Linked DNA regions of Zea mays: all the other regions are linked to region 2. A link is a contact called in public Hi-C data. All regions are on one chromosome and are shown on one strand. Each heading gives the region's core, a stretch centred on a gene start, on an enhancer-like site or on the middle of the called end of the contact. The rest is flanking DNA. Distances are from core to core; before and after follow the strand shown. Region 1 holds the start of LOC542159 (bifunctional polymyxin resistance arnA protein). Region 2 holds the start of LOC606481 (adenosine 5'-phosphosulfate reductase-like 7). Region 3 holds the start of eIF4E1 (eucaryotic initiation factor 6). Region 4 holds the start of LOC100279254 (Protein RTF1-like protein).

Evidence for each region. A called contact is a pair of places that touch in the nucleus more often than the background predicts.
Region 1: a Hi-C map of ear shows a contact between it and region 2, with 2.8 times the contacts expected there. The contact joins the promoter of LOC542159 here to the promoter of LOC606481 in region 2. A contact is called at or near these places in 2 of 25 Hi-C or Micro-C datasets (ear and tassel).
Region 3: a Hi-C map of leaf shows a contact between it and region 2, with 6 times the contacts expected there. The contact joins the promoter of eIF4E1 here to the promoter of LOC606481 in region 2. A contact is called at or near these places in 3 of 25 Hi-C or Micro-C datasets (ear, leaf and tassel).
Region 4: a Hi-C map of leaf shows a contact between it and region 2, with 6 times the contacts expected there. The contact joins the promoter of LOC100279254 here to the promoter of LOC606481 in region 2. A contact is called at or near these places in 2 of 25 Hi-C or Micro-C datasets (leaf and tassel).

The regions. Positions count from the first base shown.
Region 1 is chr3:133,967,381-133,971,556 of Zm-B73-REFERENCE-NAM-5.0, reverse strand. LOC542159 (bifunctional polymyxin resistance arnA protein) reads left to right here and starts at 2,105. Exons shown (of 9, transcript NM_001111781.2): 1 at 2,105-2,567; 2 at 2,715-2,807; 3 at 2,891-2,998. The coding sequence starts at 2,280.
Region 2 is chr3:134,434,814-134,439,176 of Zm-B73-REFERENCE-NAM-5.0, reverse strand. LOC606481 (adenosine 5'-phosphosulfate reductase-like 7) reads right to left here and starts at 3,052. Exons shown (of 5, transcript NM_001112336.2): 1 at 2,781-3,052; 2 at 1,661-1,834; 3 at 1,657-1,658; 4 at 1,431-1,555; 5 at 392-1,337. The coding sequence starts at 2,957. The coding sequence ends at 925.
Region 3 is chr3:134,029,104-134,033,592 of Zm-B73-REFERENCE-NAM-5.0, reverse strand. eIF4E1 (eucaryotic initiation factor 6) reads right to left here and starts at 1,743. Exons shown (of 5, transcript NM_001174185.1): 1 at 1,386-1,743. The coding sequence starts at 1,633. LOC109945285 (a long non-coding RNA gene) reads right to left here and starts at 3,320. Exons shown (of 2, transcript XR_002268413.2): 1 at 3,191-3,320; 2 at 2,908-3,085.
Region 4 is chr3:134,798,520-134,802,805 of Zm-B73-REFERENCE-NAM-5.0, reverse strand. LOC100279254 (Protein RTF1-like protein) reads left to right here and starts at 2,424. Exons shown (of 2, transcript NM_001152275.1): 1 at 2,424-2,606; 2 at 2,751-4,286. The coding sequence starts at 2,786. It overlaps TRNAP-AGG (transfer RNA proline (anticodon AGG)), which reads right to left and starts at 1,009; the gene lies at 938-1,009. It also overlaps a transcript of LOC100272333 not described here.

The sequences.
Region 1 (4,176 bases), core at 856-3,355, 470 kb after region 2:
CGGACGGAGGCCGCGCTGCAGGAGCTACCGGAACAGAAGTGGTCACAGATACTGCCACAGCGGTAGTGGTAACAGCAGATGCTGGTGGCACTGACGGCTGCGGACAGATAGAGCTGAGAGCCGGAGAGGTGAACGCCAAAGTGACCGGCCGGAGCGGAGAGGTACCAGCAGGGGGTCCAGACAAGATCGAAGGCACCACTGGAGCGTGAAGCGGTGGAGGCGGAGCAGACTGAACCGGAGGTGCTGAGATACCAGAATGCTGGAGCATGAGAGCCATGAATGCCCTATTCTCTGCCCTATCCTGAATAAGCTGCTGCTGAAGTGCATCCTGCCTGTCCTGCATGCTCTGAAACATCGAGAGCATCCTGTCGGATAAACGAGAGCATCCACTGGTGCGCCAACGGTCACTTCCAACGGCTAGTTCTGACATAGAGCTGTTGGACTCATGGCGCACCGGACAGTGAACAGTCTACTGTCCGGTGCACACCGGACAGTCCGGTGCGGTGTCCGGTGCACCACTAAAATTCAACTCAGAACACTGCGCTCTCGGGTTTCTGCGAAGGGAAGACACTGCCGTGGACCAGCCTGGCCCCACCTGGCAGAGGGTGCACCGGACAGTCCGGTGCACACCGGACAGTCCGGTGCCCCTAAGCCAGAAACCCTAACTCTTGTTTTTCAGCTTATTTTCAAATCGGTTTTTGCTCTAACTTGTGTGTGAGTTCTAGAGTGACACCTAGCACTGTATATGAGTGTGATTGTGCACCAACACTACACTAGAACTCTCTTGGTCAAACTACTCATCGACAACCCCTCTTTATAGTACGGCTAAAAGAGAATAAAAGACCTAACTAAATCGCGAGTGTCCACATCTCCTTGACACTCGGACTCCGTAGACCTTCACCTTTTGTTCCGTTGTTTTAGCCGTCGCTTCGAGTTCTTATCTCCGGGATTGCTTTCACATTGTAGTGCTTTTACCTGTCATGCGACCTAACTTACCATTTGTCTCTGCAAAACACACGTTAGTCACATATAATATTACGTTGTCATTAATCACTAAAACCAACCAGGGGCCTAGATGCTTTCACTAGACGTATGGCTGCTTCGATGGTTGCTGCTTCAAGACTAGGAGTGTATGGCTAGGAAGACGTCTTGCATGTGAATAGAATTAAAAATCCCTAGAATCTCTACCTTGCCTTGTGTGTGTATGCATAGACGGTAGTGGATCCACATTAGCCAGAAAACCACCGTATATGGAATAAACTGCCATAAACTTCTTCGCTGTCATTTACTCTCTAATCATATGCAGAGCAAGGGCACAGTGTCCATATTAGCTAGAAAACCACTGCACGCCTTGTTTCATGGGAAAAATTGAGAATCTTAGACGCCTTGGAAGGAGGGAGTATTGTGTTTTAACAGTATCTTATACTTGGAGTACCGTGCAACCCTAAACCAAACACCCCCTATAGTAGTTCTCTAAGAGACTACCTAAATCATTAATTTAGGTAGTTAACTTAAAAACTCCTATCTAGCAGCTCTCTAAATGAACTTCCTAAATTTATTCACTTCTAATCTAATCTCATTTCCTTCCTACATTTGGCAACCATTTACCAACTCCCAAAACATAAAAACTGGTGCATTTTTTTTATTTCAACGACTTTTCCTATTCTGCAGTTAATATAGATTAACATAGCCAATGCGTCGGCAGTGGAAGATGCATAATTGCAATAGCTAGTAAGCTAGAGATTAAATAATTGATAATACAACAATTATACATGCATAAGTCAGGAACAACTGAATAAATAATTGTAACAACAAAATCGAAAGGCTGGGAAGGCCACAATTTTGAGATCGAGTTGAGGAAGGGAGACGAAAATAAAAAGAAAAATTGACTTGTCCAGCAAAAACTAGTGACATGATAAGTTTTAATATATTTAGAAAATAATATATAGATAATTATTGGAGAAGATGATTTTTTTTGCTTTCTATATCATTTAAAGATTTGCTAAATCTAGAATTTAGGTAGTGAAATTATACATCACTATTTGAGCTGCTCTTGATTCTTGAAACGGAGTCTATCGAATTTTTACACCCTCACTCCGTCCCACCGTAAATAGGCAGACACATCAGAAGAGAGAGGGAGCACCCTTCCGAAGCCACGCCACCGACATCGCCTCGTGACCCGACGCACTGCGCCAGGGACCCAGCCAGCTAGCTACATCCACTGATCCACGCGCATTCCCCGTACCACCGCCACCGCGCCGCGTCACGGAAGGAGGAGGATGTCGTCGTCTCCCTCGCCGGCGGCCACCCGCCTGGATCTGGATGGCAACCCCATCGCTCCCCTCACCATCTGCATGATCGGCGCCGGCGGCTTCATCGGCTCCCACCTCTGCGAGAAGCTAATGGCCGAGACGCACCACACCGTCCTCGCTGTTGACGTCTACTGCGACAAGATCCGCCACCTTGTCGACCCCGCGCCGCCGCACCTCGCCGGGCGCATCTCATTCCACCGCCTTAACATAAAAAACGACTCCAGGCTAGAGGGGCTCATCAAGATGGCCGATCTGGTCAGTTAGTGCCTATTCTTCCACCTATCTTCCTTTTTTCTTTCTCGATTGCTTACTACTACTTGGAATGCATTTCGAATTGACTCACGGATTTCCTCATCCTCTCCTGCCATGCTGCTGCTGCTTGGATCTGATCTGCGCGCCAAGACCATAAACCTGGCCGCGATCTGCACGCCGGCCGACTACAACACTCGCCCACTTGACACCATCTACAGCAACTTCATCGACGCACTCCCAGTGGTACGATTACCTACTATCAGCATCATCACACAAACACAAGACAGAACATGTCAATGTCACTCATCACTCACTCTCCTGTCCAGGTCAAGTACTGCTCCGAGAACAGCAAGCGTCTCATCCACTTCTCCACCTGCGAGGTCTACGGCAAGACCATCGGCAGCTTCCTCCCCAAAGACCACCCGCTCCGCAAGGTGCCTAATTGTTTTCTTTTTGCTGGCTCGCCCAATAAATAAAACGATTCGAGATCTGCTGCAGGTTTGATAAATTATCCTGTCCTCGTAGCACGTACGGTGTTGTATCAAGGTTGGGCTGGATTTTGGTGTTTGGTGGGGATAGATTTTCTAGTTGAGGCTTGTCTCGTTGTCGGTGGCCGCTGGGACATGCTCTCTTGTATTTCCATGCTCAATTCTTGTTGTGATGATTGTGCTAGGATGCATTGACTTTTCAGGAACAGAATAGAATACTCTTACTTTGTATGGTTTGACTGCATAGCTCTGGTCTTTCCTGTTGCTATTCCCTATATCTCTGTAGTTGGTTGTCCAATACCATTTTTCTCACTTCATGCCTTTTGGAAATATGTATTGTTTAAAGCTTCAACCCATGTCATGCTTGCGTGCTTGCTATTAGTCTGTTATTGATCCCCATTCTCTTGCAAGAGATTTGGAAAGCGTGCCATTATCAGGACCTGTCTTTCTCCAATTGCATTTTCTACTGCATCATTTATGGATTGTCAACGAACTAAAGGCATACATCAAGGCTCAGTGTTTAATTGATCAGTGACTCTTATTTGGTCATGGTTATTTTCCAAGTAAAGTCTGATCTTGTTTACTGCTGCCATGATATCAACCTGTTATTTCTATCTGAAGTTCCTCACTGTATTTGTACTGTAGTCATGCTAATTCTGTGAGAATGATTTGTGTCACTATGGTGTTCTTCTGTTCTTGTAGACTATTTGTATTCATTTGTTTGACATCTGGTTATTAATGTGAACAGTAATTAGACCAGTTCAAACCTCAGGTCGGGTTCGGGTCGGGTCGTGGGTCATTTAGCACGGCCCCTACCCGACCCGTGCCTAGTGTCGGGTCGGGTTGGCCCGTGCCACCCTGATTGACGTGTTGGGTCGGGTTTTTTTCGGGTTGGGTCGGGTTTTTTGGGTTGGTCGGGTTTTGGGTCAAAAATCATGGCCCGTACCCGCCTGTGAATTGTTGCGGGTCAAAAATTGCGGCTTGTACCCGTCTGTTGCATTGGTCGGGTCGGGACAGGTTTTTTTGGTCAGGTCAGGTTGGTCGGGTCGGGTGGTCCATGATCAGGTCTAACAGTAATACATCAACACCATTGGATAAGAGGATTACTTCTGAATCTTTCCATA
Region 2 (4,363 bases), core at 1,803-4,302:
TTTTTTTCTAATCCATATGGGATATGAATAACCGAACAAACCTTAAATAGATTGCAAAAAACCATGGTAATGTGTTACATTGTCGTTACACACATTGGTGAAGTCCATGGTTCAACACCTATCATTGGAGGGAGCCATTGGAGGCCGCCTGAGTCTGACTTTGTTTCCTGATGTGACATCATCAAGAGAGGTAGTTGATGATCTTGCCCTAAATTACAGCGCATCGTCTCTATCTATTGTTGACGTCCATGAGGAGGTTGTCAATGGAGGACGTTTCTGTCAAAGTCTGAGCAGAATCCTGGCTAAGATTTTCGAATCTGATTTGTTTCAAGTTTCAACATCCATCAATCAAGAATGAAAGGTCACAATATATATAGGCGAAGCAAACAAAGACTTGTACAGAAAACGACACTGAAGGATGTCCATGGACCATTCATCCATTACCGATTACATGATGAAAACGACTACTGTTACAGTATGATTTACAAAGGCTCCACCACGGTGTGTCCCTAAGATTTACTACATGCTACAAACAGGATGCATGTTTCTGAGCAGAGAGAGCCAGAGACCTCACTTATCTGTCTCAATATGTACTTCGTCAAGTGCATGCAATGATGCAATTCAATGAATCAGCCAGCGTGTTCTCATGCTGTCAGTCAGGGCAACAACTAATATGCAATCAGACTTTATGTACAATCATGCAAACAAGACTCCTGGTCTGTTAGATTATGATCCAACGATATATCACATTTAATATTTAAACCTTTCCATCACCGACTCATGTAGATTTATAGAAAACCCATAACAAATCAAAATTATATCTACAGTTGGATCGTAATCTAACAAACCTAGAGCCTTACTTAAATGCTTACAGATAAAATCATTGCATATTAGTTGTTGCTGTCAGTTAGATGGTCGAGCCAATCAGTCCAACAGCAACCCGTGGATCGGAGAAGGTCGCCCACCAAGGGGCAACGAAGTTAGGGCTGCCCAGACCCTACCGTTCTCATTAGCTCCAACCACGAGCCTCAACTTGCTCCACACCTTCCTCACATCCACGGCGTGAGGCACGCATTCAAGCAGCTGGGCCAATCTGCCGAGGATTCCGAGGTTGATCTGCTCGCGGTATCCGGTCCACAAGTCTTGGATGAGGGCAAATGACTTTGGGAAGAAGAAAAAGAACACCCTCATGCAAATAAACAGGATGCTCAATGCAAGGTAGGGTTCTCGCTTCACTGTTTCACTAATAATTGAGCTGTTCCAAGCCTTTGCATAGCCGTCTGTGCTTTGCGCTGCGCTCCACTTCCGGCTACCGATGTATGCCACTGGCTCTTCACCTGCATCAAAACCAAACTCTCATTTAATAAGTAACTAAATTGTTTTTTTATTTCTTCTTCTCCATCAATAACATTCTAAATTCCAATACGTACCTGTAGCAGCAGTGTAAAGGCTGACCAGGGAGTCGAGATCTTTGGAACCAAGAGGCCAGAACACGTGTGAGTTGCGAGCTATTATTATGGAAGGCAGTGCACGGACATGGTACCTTGACAAAATGCTGCAGATTATATATACAAGGAAAGAGATGTCTCACTTACATGCATTATTAGCTATTATTATGAAAGGTAATTACTGCGTTCCAGCATATTCGGGTCTTACGCTTCATGATGCTGGACTCTTCCACGGCCAAGTGCTTAACCCGTGGAAACATTGAGCTCAGATCATCAAAGACTGATCTGGTTCTTTGAGAGAAAGGGCACCATGATGCATAGAAAAGGACAGCCGTGTGCTTTTCCTTGCCATCCAACATCCTCAGAAGCTCCTCCCCACTAACAACCTGCCAAAACTTTTGGAAGTGAGCTTCATACCGTATTATTAGACACCAAACCTCCATACTACACACACGATAAAACTCCAGGCCAATCCAGTAAAAGTCAACCTTTGCAAATGATCATACATACTTGATGCTCTTCCCTTATCACATTTAAGCCACTCGCCAGAATTAAAGAGCACAACAACATTTAACTTTTAGCCGTCCCAGTCCCTGATCCTACCGAGTTGACTGTAAATTAGTCCTGAGAGTTCCCATTAGTTGTTCTGGTGCTACACTGATAGATACTCACTACTGAATGAATTTTTGAGTCATTCCAACTAGGACCCATGTGCATCAAACGCTTAAATAACTGGGAAATATACAAATAACGTAAGGGAAACAGTTCACAAACCCCAACAATACACTATAGAAAGTAAAACGAAGGACCACGGACATAGGCCACGCACCCTACTGTTCTTGACGCTGTTTGCGTTGACTAGTTGAATTATATTTATACTTGAACACACAAGAACATGCAGATTCCGTCAACAACAAACAAGGGAAGGGGGTCAAGAAAGTGATCCTGTGTACAAAGAAAGATTAATGGAAACCAATCTACTAAAGTACAGCTTGATCCAGGCGCCTCTATTCACCCCGGCCCGTAAAAAAACTTAGGAAACAAAATTTTCTGCCCATGGTTCGCCAGGGAGAATCCACGCTAATCAGTGAAGTAAACAAAAGGAGCTAAACTTCTGGGATGGAAACAGCAATACATCATCGATCAAGAAGTATGAACAGCACAGGAATTTCTCGGCATGAGCATCGGAGCAAAGTGTGAGATCCGCCAGAACCGTACGCTAATAAACCGCCCGGTTTGTTTGGCTTCGCCCTGCCCGAGAGAACTAAATATTGCCGGCTTGCCGCCAACTAGGCAACCACACGGCCGGAGGTAGGGCTCAGAGACACGCACCTCGTAGGGGGGCCAGTACCCCTCCGTCGAGACGGGGCAGGTTGCCCGGAGCGCGGCGGCGAACGGCGGCAGCCCGTACTCCAGCCCCGGACACTGTCCCAGATACTGCCGCGCCGGGCGTGCATACGCACCAGGCAGCGCCAGCAGCAGAAGCAGGGGGAGGAGGACGCGGGTCATGGCGACGGCCGACGGAGGCGAGAGGCGAGAGAGAGAGAGAGAGAGGAGAGAGGAGTGAGTTTTCTTGGCTTTCTAGAGGGTCAGCTTTGGGAATCTTTCGAGGTTTGGTGTGCCCTTCGTGGAATCAGGGTTTGATTAGACTACCCGTGCTTCGGCCGGCAGGATTCTCCACGAACGTAGCCGCTGCCAGCTGACGTGTGGGTCCGGCAACAGGGTAACCCTGCTGGGCAGCGGCCGGACATTACGGTAGAGGAGTCACTCGTAGCTTTCGGATAGATAGGTGGTGATGACGGGTCAAAACCTGCAAAAAGTATGGCCTAACTTTTTTCTTGGGATTAAAGTTTACCCATATCATATCACATATTTGAATGTATATTAATTGTATTAAGCATGTCTCGTCCTCTATATTCATCCTCTATATCTATCATTTATGGTCTCCTTTAAAAGATTCTATCCTCTATATCTACTTCATCTCCAACAACGTTCTCTAAATCACATCATCTATATATAAATACCTATATTAGAATATTTTTTATTTTTTTGTATATACATATTTATCATACTCTCAAATGTATTGTACATATTTTAGTTTTGCTAAACCGATTATTTAAAGCATTCAAATAGATAGAGGACCATTTATAGAAACTCTATATATGGAGAATTCAACAGCGTCCTCTAAATTTATAGGACCGTTTAGAGGACGCTGCCGGAGAGCGTAGAGGACCGTTTGATCCTCTATATTTAGAGTACATGAGGCTTTATGGGCTCTTGTTGGAGCCAACCTAAGAATAGAGCTTCGGACTCTGGTTTTTATAGAAAAAACTCAGAGCCCTGTCAAACACCCTTTTTAACGAGTTACTGCTAAAAGCACATAAAAACGAGAGCTATTTTTGTGTTATGGAGAAGAAGTCACAAATAATAGCTTCAGCGACTCTAGCCCTAGCTCTGACACTTTATTACAGTGAAATGACTCTGACTTTAGGATAATTTGTTTTTGCTAAACAATTTGCGAAATGGCTTTAGTTCTACCAAAAAAGATGTTTTTCAGTAAAAACCAGAGTTAGAGTTGTTTTTAGGGAAGCTAGAGCCCTAACAAACAGGCCCTAAATATAGTCTAATTATAAAACTAATAACACAACTAAATACTAAACAATAGAATTTTAAGCCCAATAAATCCATGATTAGCAAATACTTACTATAACATCATATGATCGAATCATTGACTAATTAGACTTAAAAGATTGGTGAAAGGGAAATAGGCTTACACCTTTTCCTAAATAGATTTTGGTGGTTGAATTGCCCAACACAAATAATTGGACTAACTAGTTTGCTCTAGTCTATAAATTTAAAGGCGCCAAAGGTTCACAGTAAGCCAATAAAAAGACCAAGAAAGGGTTCAAACAAAG
Region 3 (4,489 bases), core at 494-2,993, 400 kb after region 2:
TGAAGCAGAGATCAGCAGATGTCTCAAACCACTGCTCCATCAAGAAACTAGAAAAAAGACCACTTATCAGAAGGAGAGAAGTTATCAGGAGAGAAGGGGTAAAACTGATATTGGTTGTGAACAATAGCAGGTTTCCAATCAACGAAACAACTTCACTAGTATAACCCACATAAATGGGCTTAAAATATAGGGCTTAAATAATAAAAAACGGCTCCAACAGTACTCTATTTTACAAATTTTTATCAAACAAATATAGGACATACCATGAAGTGACCCAAATGTACTACACCCCATGTTAGTGATCTATCCTTGTTTTCTACATTATTCTTAGCATTTTTTTATTAAAAAAAATGTAATTTACTTCCTAAAATACATGATTTAGGACTTAACTATTGGACCTCAATTTGTTTTTAGTGTTCTAAACACTTTAAATAATGTAGTGTTTTAATTTTTAGGACACTATTTCGAGACACCTTATTGAAGAAGCTCTTTGACACATCTTAAGGCATGGTGCATTAATATGCAGGGTACATGCCCTAAATGAAACCTCCAAAGAGTTCACAAATCTATGTAGAATAAAAGGTTTTGTGTGACGTTGGAGGCTCAATTTATTATTTACTCGAGTAAAGTGCACTTCCGGTCCTTAAATCTGTCTGGCTGTGTCAATCTGATCCATAAACTTTTAAAGTATGTCTTTTAAGGGCTTAATCTCTGTTCGATTACATCCTAACGGGCTGTCGTGGCTTATATGTCAGTCGTTGTGGTCTGTTAGACCCCCACCCCATCCACCCTTCTCTCTTCTTCCTCAACGACTGCATGTGGGCCACAGCAACCTGTTAGGACTTAATAGAGACTCAAACAGAGATTGAGCTCTTAAGAGACATACTTTAAAATTTGATGTACAGAATTGACACAGCAGAAAAGTTTAAGGATCAGAAGTGAACTTTACTCTTATTTACTCCACGGTCCCAAATTGTAAGGAGTTCTAACCTTTTACTGATCCAAATATTATATATCATGTATGTGGTTTGAATATGTGTCTAGATTCATTAACATGGATATGGATGTAGACGGGAAAAAGAGAGCCAAAACCCCTTACATTTTGGACGGAAGGAGTACTCAATCAAAAGGCAACAGTAGCAGCTAGGATATGTCAAGAGTTTCGGCTCGGATCCGTGAACTGAAGGGTGACAGGTTGGGCTCATATATAGATTTACGTAACATCTAAGTGGCTAGCACTAGTCACCGAATTAATTTACCAATTACATGAGCATGCGGCGGCCCTCGGTCGGAGGATTTGTAACGGAAAAGAGAAACAGTGGGATGCGATCAGGGGAAGAGGATAGAAGGACGAGGGAGGGCGAATCTGAAGAGAATGAACGCACCCCCAGAATTCCTCGACGGTGGAGAAGGTGTGTATGGGGCGGATGGAGCTCCCCCAGGCGGCCTGCTTGGACTTGCTCTGCGGGTTGTCGAACCAGAAGGTCCAGGAGTGCTCGAGCGGGTGCGTGGCGGGCGGGGAAGGAGCGCAGGCGAGGTCGGTGATCTCGCCCTCCTCCCTGTCGTCGTCCTCGGGCGCGGGGCGGCCTCGGGAGCCCGCGGAGGCAGGCCTGGTGTCGGTCTCCTCGGCCATGGCGTGGCGGCTGTGGTGAGAGAGGCTTTTCTTTACGCCGGGCGGACGGAGACGGAGACGGAGACGGAGAACGCGGGGCCGCCGCCTCGCTTGTCTAGGTTTCCTTTCCCTTTGATCCCTTCAGTTCTCCTCCTCTCTTCTCATAGAAATGGGCCAGGCCAGGCCAGGCCCATGGTAGGTGGTTGGGATAGACCAGCTTCTCGTCAAATTCATTATAACACTGTCCGAATTGTAGATTTATGAAAAAAAATATTCAAAGGATTAGATTCACTGTCAAAAAACTGGAATCTCAACAAAATAGGTACAACAGCAGAATAGATTCTTAAAAATCTATAAATTCCTCTAGTCTAATTTAGAATCACCCCTTACCTTAGACTTTCCATATTTCTATTATTCGTATTACAAGCTATCATGCTCTTATAGAATTATATTTTAGCTTTTCCAAAACGACCAGCTCGCGGCAGTTTTCTCATAGCTCAAAGCAAGGTTTAAAATAGCGGGCTATGCAAACTAGCGGCAACATTTTTTTAGGCTACGAGGCTATAGCGCAGGTATAGCGTAGCTATAGCAAATAGTGGATTTGTAAAAAATAACACAGACATAGTCAATAAGACTGACAATAACACAGTCAAAGTTGGAGTTGTACAACCATCCAACAATTGTAGCATATGCAGCAATGCAGCATTCAATCAATAGTTGACATTGTGACACCTTAGCAAACACCAAACAGCGAGCAGCTGTAGACTGGAAAGCAGCTTAATAAAGCGGTAAAGCCTTAAACAAACAACACAGAGGCCAAAAGAGTTTAGCAGCAAACAATTCAATAGTTCCAACTTTTAAAATACTACTTACTACAATAGCAAACAAGTAGTTCATCAGTTCACCAAGGTAGCATTGTAGCAAGTTAGCTACATAATACCATGATCCAGACATCCATTACATAACAAAATTATTATTAGTGCAATAGTGTAAGTGAACTACTACTAGTGCATTCTATTCATCAAACACGGAGTTATCCGAATCAGAAGAATGAGAACTTGAGGACTCTTGATCCATGTCAACATGTGCATCATCTTCTTCTGAATCAGAGGATGAAGCAAGCTTAGGTTCATCATCATTGCATTCATTAATATCAATGAGCTTCCTTGTCCTTGTCTTTCTTCTAGGCTGAATTTCTCTCTTCCTTTTTCCCGTTTCTATTGTTGTCCTTGATGACTGACCTTGTGCATTTGTAGCTTCAACAAATTCAGTGTTTTGTGCTTGTTCTTGTTCAATTGATGCAACTCTAGTGATCCACTCATTGCCACTATCTTCTAGGATATCAGGAACCTGCTTCTCAATTGGGTCTCTTGATTTGTTCTCTTTTTTTTGCTTCAACTTTGAGTTAAATTTGACGAACACAAGGTCCCTCATCCTATCATGGAGAAGTATGCTCCTTATCTTTGAGTCAACCTATAAAGATTTATAGAAACCATGACCATTTTAGATAAGTACATAAGAGACAACTCTACTGCTCTAGTAACAAGCAATTGTGAAAATTGCACAATCTGTTCTTACCTTTTCAAAATCACTCCAATTCCTTTCACATGCTGATGAGCTACATGTTAAGCCTAAAATTTTTATTGCTAGCTTTCTAAGATTTGGAGAACTATTTCCATGGTTCAACCACCATTTAGCTGCATAAAAAGTAGAGTATCAGTATTTAGATTGGCCTAATGAATACATGTGAAATTAGGCTAATGAAAAGAGAAGTCAGATTTTCAATCACTTGGATTAAAATTTTCATTCCTCCTCTACCTTGTGGCAATATCTTTTCCAAACGATCCCATCCCATCCTGGTACATGTTGAGCTCATCCATTATCTTGTCTTGGATTTCAACCTCTTGAACCATCTTTGTGATACAGGATACTAGACCCTCTCTAAATGTTCCATCCAACTCAATCTCTAATTTATTTGGATAATAGTAGTACAGATTCAAGTAATAACCAGCCAAATGTAAAGGAGTCTTCAACTTATTATCCCACCTCTTATCAATAATTTCCCAAATAGTTTTGAAACAACGTTCAACATTGTTAAATCTTTTGGCAATATCATTCTTTGCATCCAACAAACAACCATATAAGAAACCCATGGCTGGTACATCACTATTCATCCTTCTAAGTACATTAGCTAGTGGTTCAAAAAAATTGACAGCACAATCAACATTTTCCCAAAATGTATCAGACCTCACTATTTTGCTAGCGTTCTTTCCCTTATCCTTTTTCAAGTAACCCATTTCATTGAGTTCATCTGATCTAAACAGCTTTCCTAACTCTTTCTTGTTGCCTAACATGCTTTTCAAATTCAAATAGGTTGTAGAAAAGCGTGTAATACCAGCACGCACTAGATCCTTACCAAGGAATTTCCTCATGAGTGCTAAAACCCTTGTATGGGAATAAAGGAATGTAGTCAAAGATCTTGCCCTCACAATTGTTTCATCTACTTGCTTAATCTTTCCCATGTCCTCAAGCATTAGATCAATAGTGTGGACAGCTAGCTATCAGCAAGAAGCTAGGAAGCAAGAGAAGGAACTAAGCAAGGACGAAGGACCACGCCAGCACCTGAACACCTCCGTCAGGTTGCCTCTCCTCGCCTCGCGGTCACGAACTGGAGCCCTATGTAGCCGTGCCCAGCACCAGCATGCAGGCGCGCCACCGCTGCCGCCGTTTCTTTGAGGTTTCAGGGATGTGGCTTAGTGCTTGTCCGGTTGTCCCTCTCAGCAGATGACTTTAGGTTCAGTTTTGGGCCTTCATGGACTATTGAATTCAATGTATTGCTCTATTTTTGGCCCACTCTAGTAGGGATGAAAACGGTCG
Region 4 (4,286 bases), core at 1,175-3,674, 360 kb before region 2:
AACAAGTGTTATGCTATAACATACAATAAACTGTATATTATTAACTACGTTTTTGAGAAACATAGCTCCCAAACAGGCCCGAACTTGTTTGTCTTGACTTTTCTATCTTTTTTTAGAGATATTTTTAGATATGGATTCAGTGATCAGTTTGCCTCTCAGCCATTGTAAAATTAGATGTTCCGAGCTCAAACATTTTGGTTTGCCTTATTTTGTATCAGCATAACGACATTTGTGTTCCCCTACCGTGCACATCAAAGAAACAGCATGAAAGCTTTTGTATGTGATTTTGTACTAGTAGGAAATAGTATGCAGTTATTCAAAACCAAGCATGGTGTTGAAGTGCGGATTTTGATTTGCGCGTGCCTTGCTTCTCGGATTTGAATTGTGAGATGTACTCTCATCTCATTTATGGCTCGTTCCCCTTCTCCCAAACACGCTCATAGGAGTAGGTCTAAACCAGATTTGATGAAGCCAACTCAGCCTGTTCGTTTGGAATTTTCTTCAGCCGGTAGAACAGCTGTAACAGACACGCGATGCTATGTTCTTGTAGGAAATTGTGATGCAGGCTATCAAGCTTACGCTTTGCAATTGCAAGAATGGATCAAATTCGATTCCATCTTGTGTGTGTATGTGTGTTTTTAATTTCCTCTTGGAGCATAGAGATGGATGGTAATGACGACGGATACTCTTGGAAAATAGAGATGGATGCCAATGACTGATTCTGAACTGGTGTAGAATTTTGCTGCTGGCTGCGGCGGGGAAAAAGATTGGAATAAAACTCTTGGAAAATAGGGATGGATGGTAATGACTGATACTGAATTCGCCAATTAAAATAGCGAAGTTGCTGTGAAATTTTAAAAAAGGAATCAAAATAGAATTCGCCAATTAATAAAATAGGGAAGTTGCTGTGAAATTTAAAAAAAGGAATCAAAAGAGAGGGGCATTCCGAGAATTGAACTCGGGACCTCTCGCACCCTAAGCGAGAATCATACCACTAGACCAAATGCCCTGTGATGCCAAACACTTTGGTTTATATTAAAAATGCATATGACTCTTTTGGCCATTCAGTTCCCGCAGAGCCATCAACGGCTAACTCTGATCCACAGCAAGAAGAATGCACCCCATTGCTGTCCGAAGGATTCACGTCGCCCTTAAGCAGCCAAGCTAGTACTGCAAGTCTGCAACAAACGCCGGAGGCAGTCTGTCTGAACATGCCGACCAACGAATTCAGAGACTTCAAACTTAAATACTCCTCGAGTTCAGTACCTTTAATTTGTACAATGATGTCTAGATCATATACATTATATCTAGACTTCAAACTTAGGCCATCTTCAACAATCGCGGACATATAAGCGTACAAAACACGAAACATTGTTTTACAATGTAGATACACTATTTACAGAATGGTGTTTGAAATTTAAAATAAGATAAGGAGGATGCTAAAAATAGCCTTAGTTCTCACGACGCATATTGATGCACCTAATACAATTGCAAGGTCCAAATAAAAAACAACGAACAGCTATTTTAACGTGATTTTTTTAACTATAGCCTAAAATTCGTTTCTATTAAAAATTAAACTTAGAACCTGAGTAGTGCTACTCAAACCACCTAACTCGGCTAGAGACTCTTTCACTAATGCATTTGTTATAGAAATAGTATTATATAAGAAACAAGGCTCGGATCCCACGCCTAAATATAGTATGTAAAAGTAGCAAATATATAAATACATTGTACAAATATCAAGTATATCCATCTAAATACTATTACAAAAAGTCTAGCATTATTCAATCATCCATTCAACATCACTACCAGTAATTAGATAAAGTAGCAACACTAAGATAATACCACATAACACAATACATGTTTCATGACATGGTCGTCAAATAGTTGTTAAGCCTCCATGATACTATTGATCAAAAGATTGTTAAATAGTCAAAAATAAAAGGTTGTTAAGCCTCCATGATACTATTGATCAAAAGATTGTTAAATAGTCAAAAATAAAAGATGGATGACCGTAACCCAAGTTCATGTTTTTGACCAAGTTTATACTGGTTATTCTATACCCACGGGTTAACGGATATGACAGTGGAATGTTCTAAAACCTATTTACCTGTTAGGTAAAAGTTTTTGTCAAATAAGTAACACATAGATAGAATATTTAGTATATATATTAATAAAATAAATATACATCGAGTATTGGGTCACGGGTACCTATTGCCATCTCTAAACGGAACAAGCTAAATTAGTTGACACTTGACAGTACTAGTAGCATGCAAAATCTACTCTGTCGGGCTGTGCTGCCATGCCACGATCGTGTTTCAAAAAAAAAAAAAAAACGGATGTCGTGCTGAGCCACAGGCTGCGTGCGGCCTGCGGGGCACATGTATATAGCAGACCAGACCAACAATGCCCTCACGGCCCACCCCGATCTCATAATCGTCGTCTTCTTCCACTTCGACGCGGCTAGGGCCGGCGCAACCATCTCCTCTTCTCTTCTGGCGGCTTCTCCGTCCCGTCGATCAACCGCGCCGCCTTCGCCAGTATACCCCGCATTGAGCCGTCATCGTTACCTGCGCCGACCGGCACCTCTGTAGCCTCTTCTCCAGGTGCGTGTCCTATTCATCCTCCTCGGAGCTGCTGCGAGCTGTGGTTCCTCCCACAGATCCAGGATGGACCGACGGTTCCTGTTTTATCTAGGTTTTCGGAGGTGTGGAAGGATCTTTTGTCATGGGGTTGTTTTGGTTGTGTAGGGATTGCACGAGGAGGAGGAGGTTCGGGCTTCGCCATGTCGAAGTCGAACCTAGATGATCTGCTTCTGCAGGCAGCCGGCCGGACGGGGAAGAACCACTCCCGGCCGAGCAACCCGCGGTGGAACTCTGGGGGAAGCGGCTCCGACGGCTTCGACGACGACGACTCGGACGCCGCGCCGACCTACTCGAGGAAGAAGCCTTCGTCGCAGGTTCCGCTCAAGAAGCGGCACCAGCCAGAGCAGGGCGGCCGGCGTGGCAGTGGCGGGTGGAAGGACGAGGACGACGAGGACGAAGACGGGCGTCGCAGTGGCGGGGAGGACTCGGACAGCGCCCCTTCGGTGGGGAGTGACCTATACAAGGATGAGGACGACAAGGAGCGTCTGGAGAACATGTCTGAGCTGCAAAGGGAGATGATCCTGGCTGATCGGGGCACCCGCCTCGATGATTACAAGCTCAAGCAGCGGGCACGAGCGTCCTCGTCCAAGACGGACAAGGTGGGCGCACGGAAGGATAGCAGTCCACCCCCGCCGCCCAGCCGGATGCGGTCTTCAACCCGAGCTGACAAGTCTGGGTCCGCAGCTAAGAGCGCGTTGGACGAGCTGCGGGCAAAGCAGCGGATGCGGCAACAGGCTCCGGAGGCACGCAGGTTCACGGACCTGCTCCCACGTAGTGGCTCACCAACTAGGCGCAGGGCTGGGAGCCCTCCAAGTGATGGGAGCAACGATGGGGATGGCAGGGGGAGGCCTAATGACCATGGGAGGATCGCTGACGATAGCAGGGATGACGAATTTGATGAGTCGCCGAGTAGGCTTGATCCACTCAAGTTTGATGACGTGAAGAGTATTACCCTCAGGAGGTCAAAGCTGGTGAAATGGTTCATGGAGCCGTTCTTTGATGATCTAATTTCTGGGTGTTTTGTGCGGCTAGGTATTGGCCAGACAAAGAATGGGACCCCGAGGTACAGGCTGTGCATAGTGAGGAACGTGGATGCAAGCGATCCAGACCGGAATTACAAACTGGAAAGCTACTCGACATGCAAATATCTCAATGTTGTGTGGGATAGTGAGGCTAATGCTGCGCGGTGGCAGATGACTCAAGTATCGGATTCCCCACCCAACGAAGAAGAGTTCAAGGAATGGCTGCAAGAGGCAGAGAAGCATGGTGCACGTATACCGACCCGGCAGGAAGTGCTGGACAAGAAAGAAGCCATCCAGGAGGCCTATAATTTTGTGTATTCAGCTGCAACTGTACAGCAGATGCTGCGAGAGAAATCAGCTGTGAGACGCCCTATCAATATTGCTGCTGAGAAGGATCGGTTGAGGAGTGAGTTGGAGATGGCCCTGAGCCGTAGGAATGAAGCTGAAGCAGAGAGGATTCGTGTGAAGCTGAAAAATCTGCAAAGCAGGCCACAACCGGTGTCAAAGGATAATAAGGCTGCAAAGTTGGAGGCTATGAACCGGAAGAATCGTGCTGATAACTTCAAGAACGCTTCGGAACTGAAACCTGTAAATACATCTTTGAAGGCTGGAGAGGCTG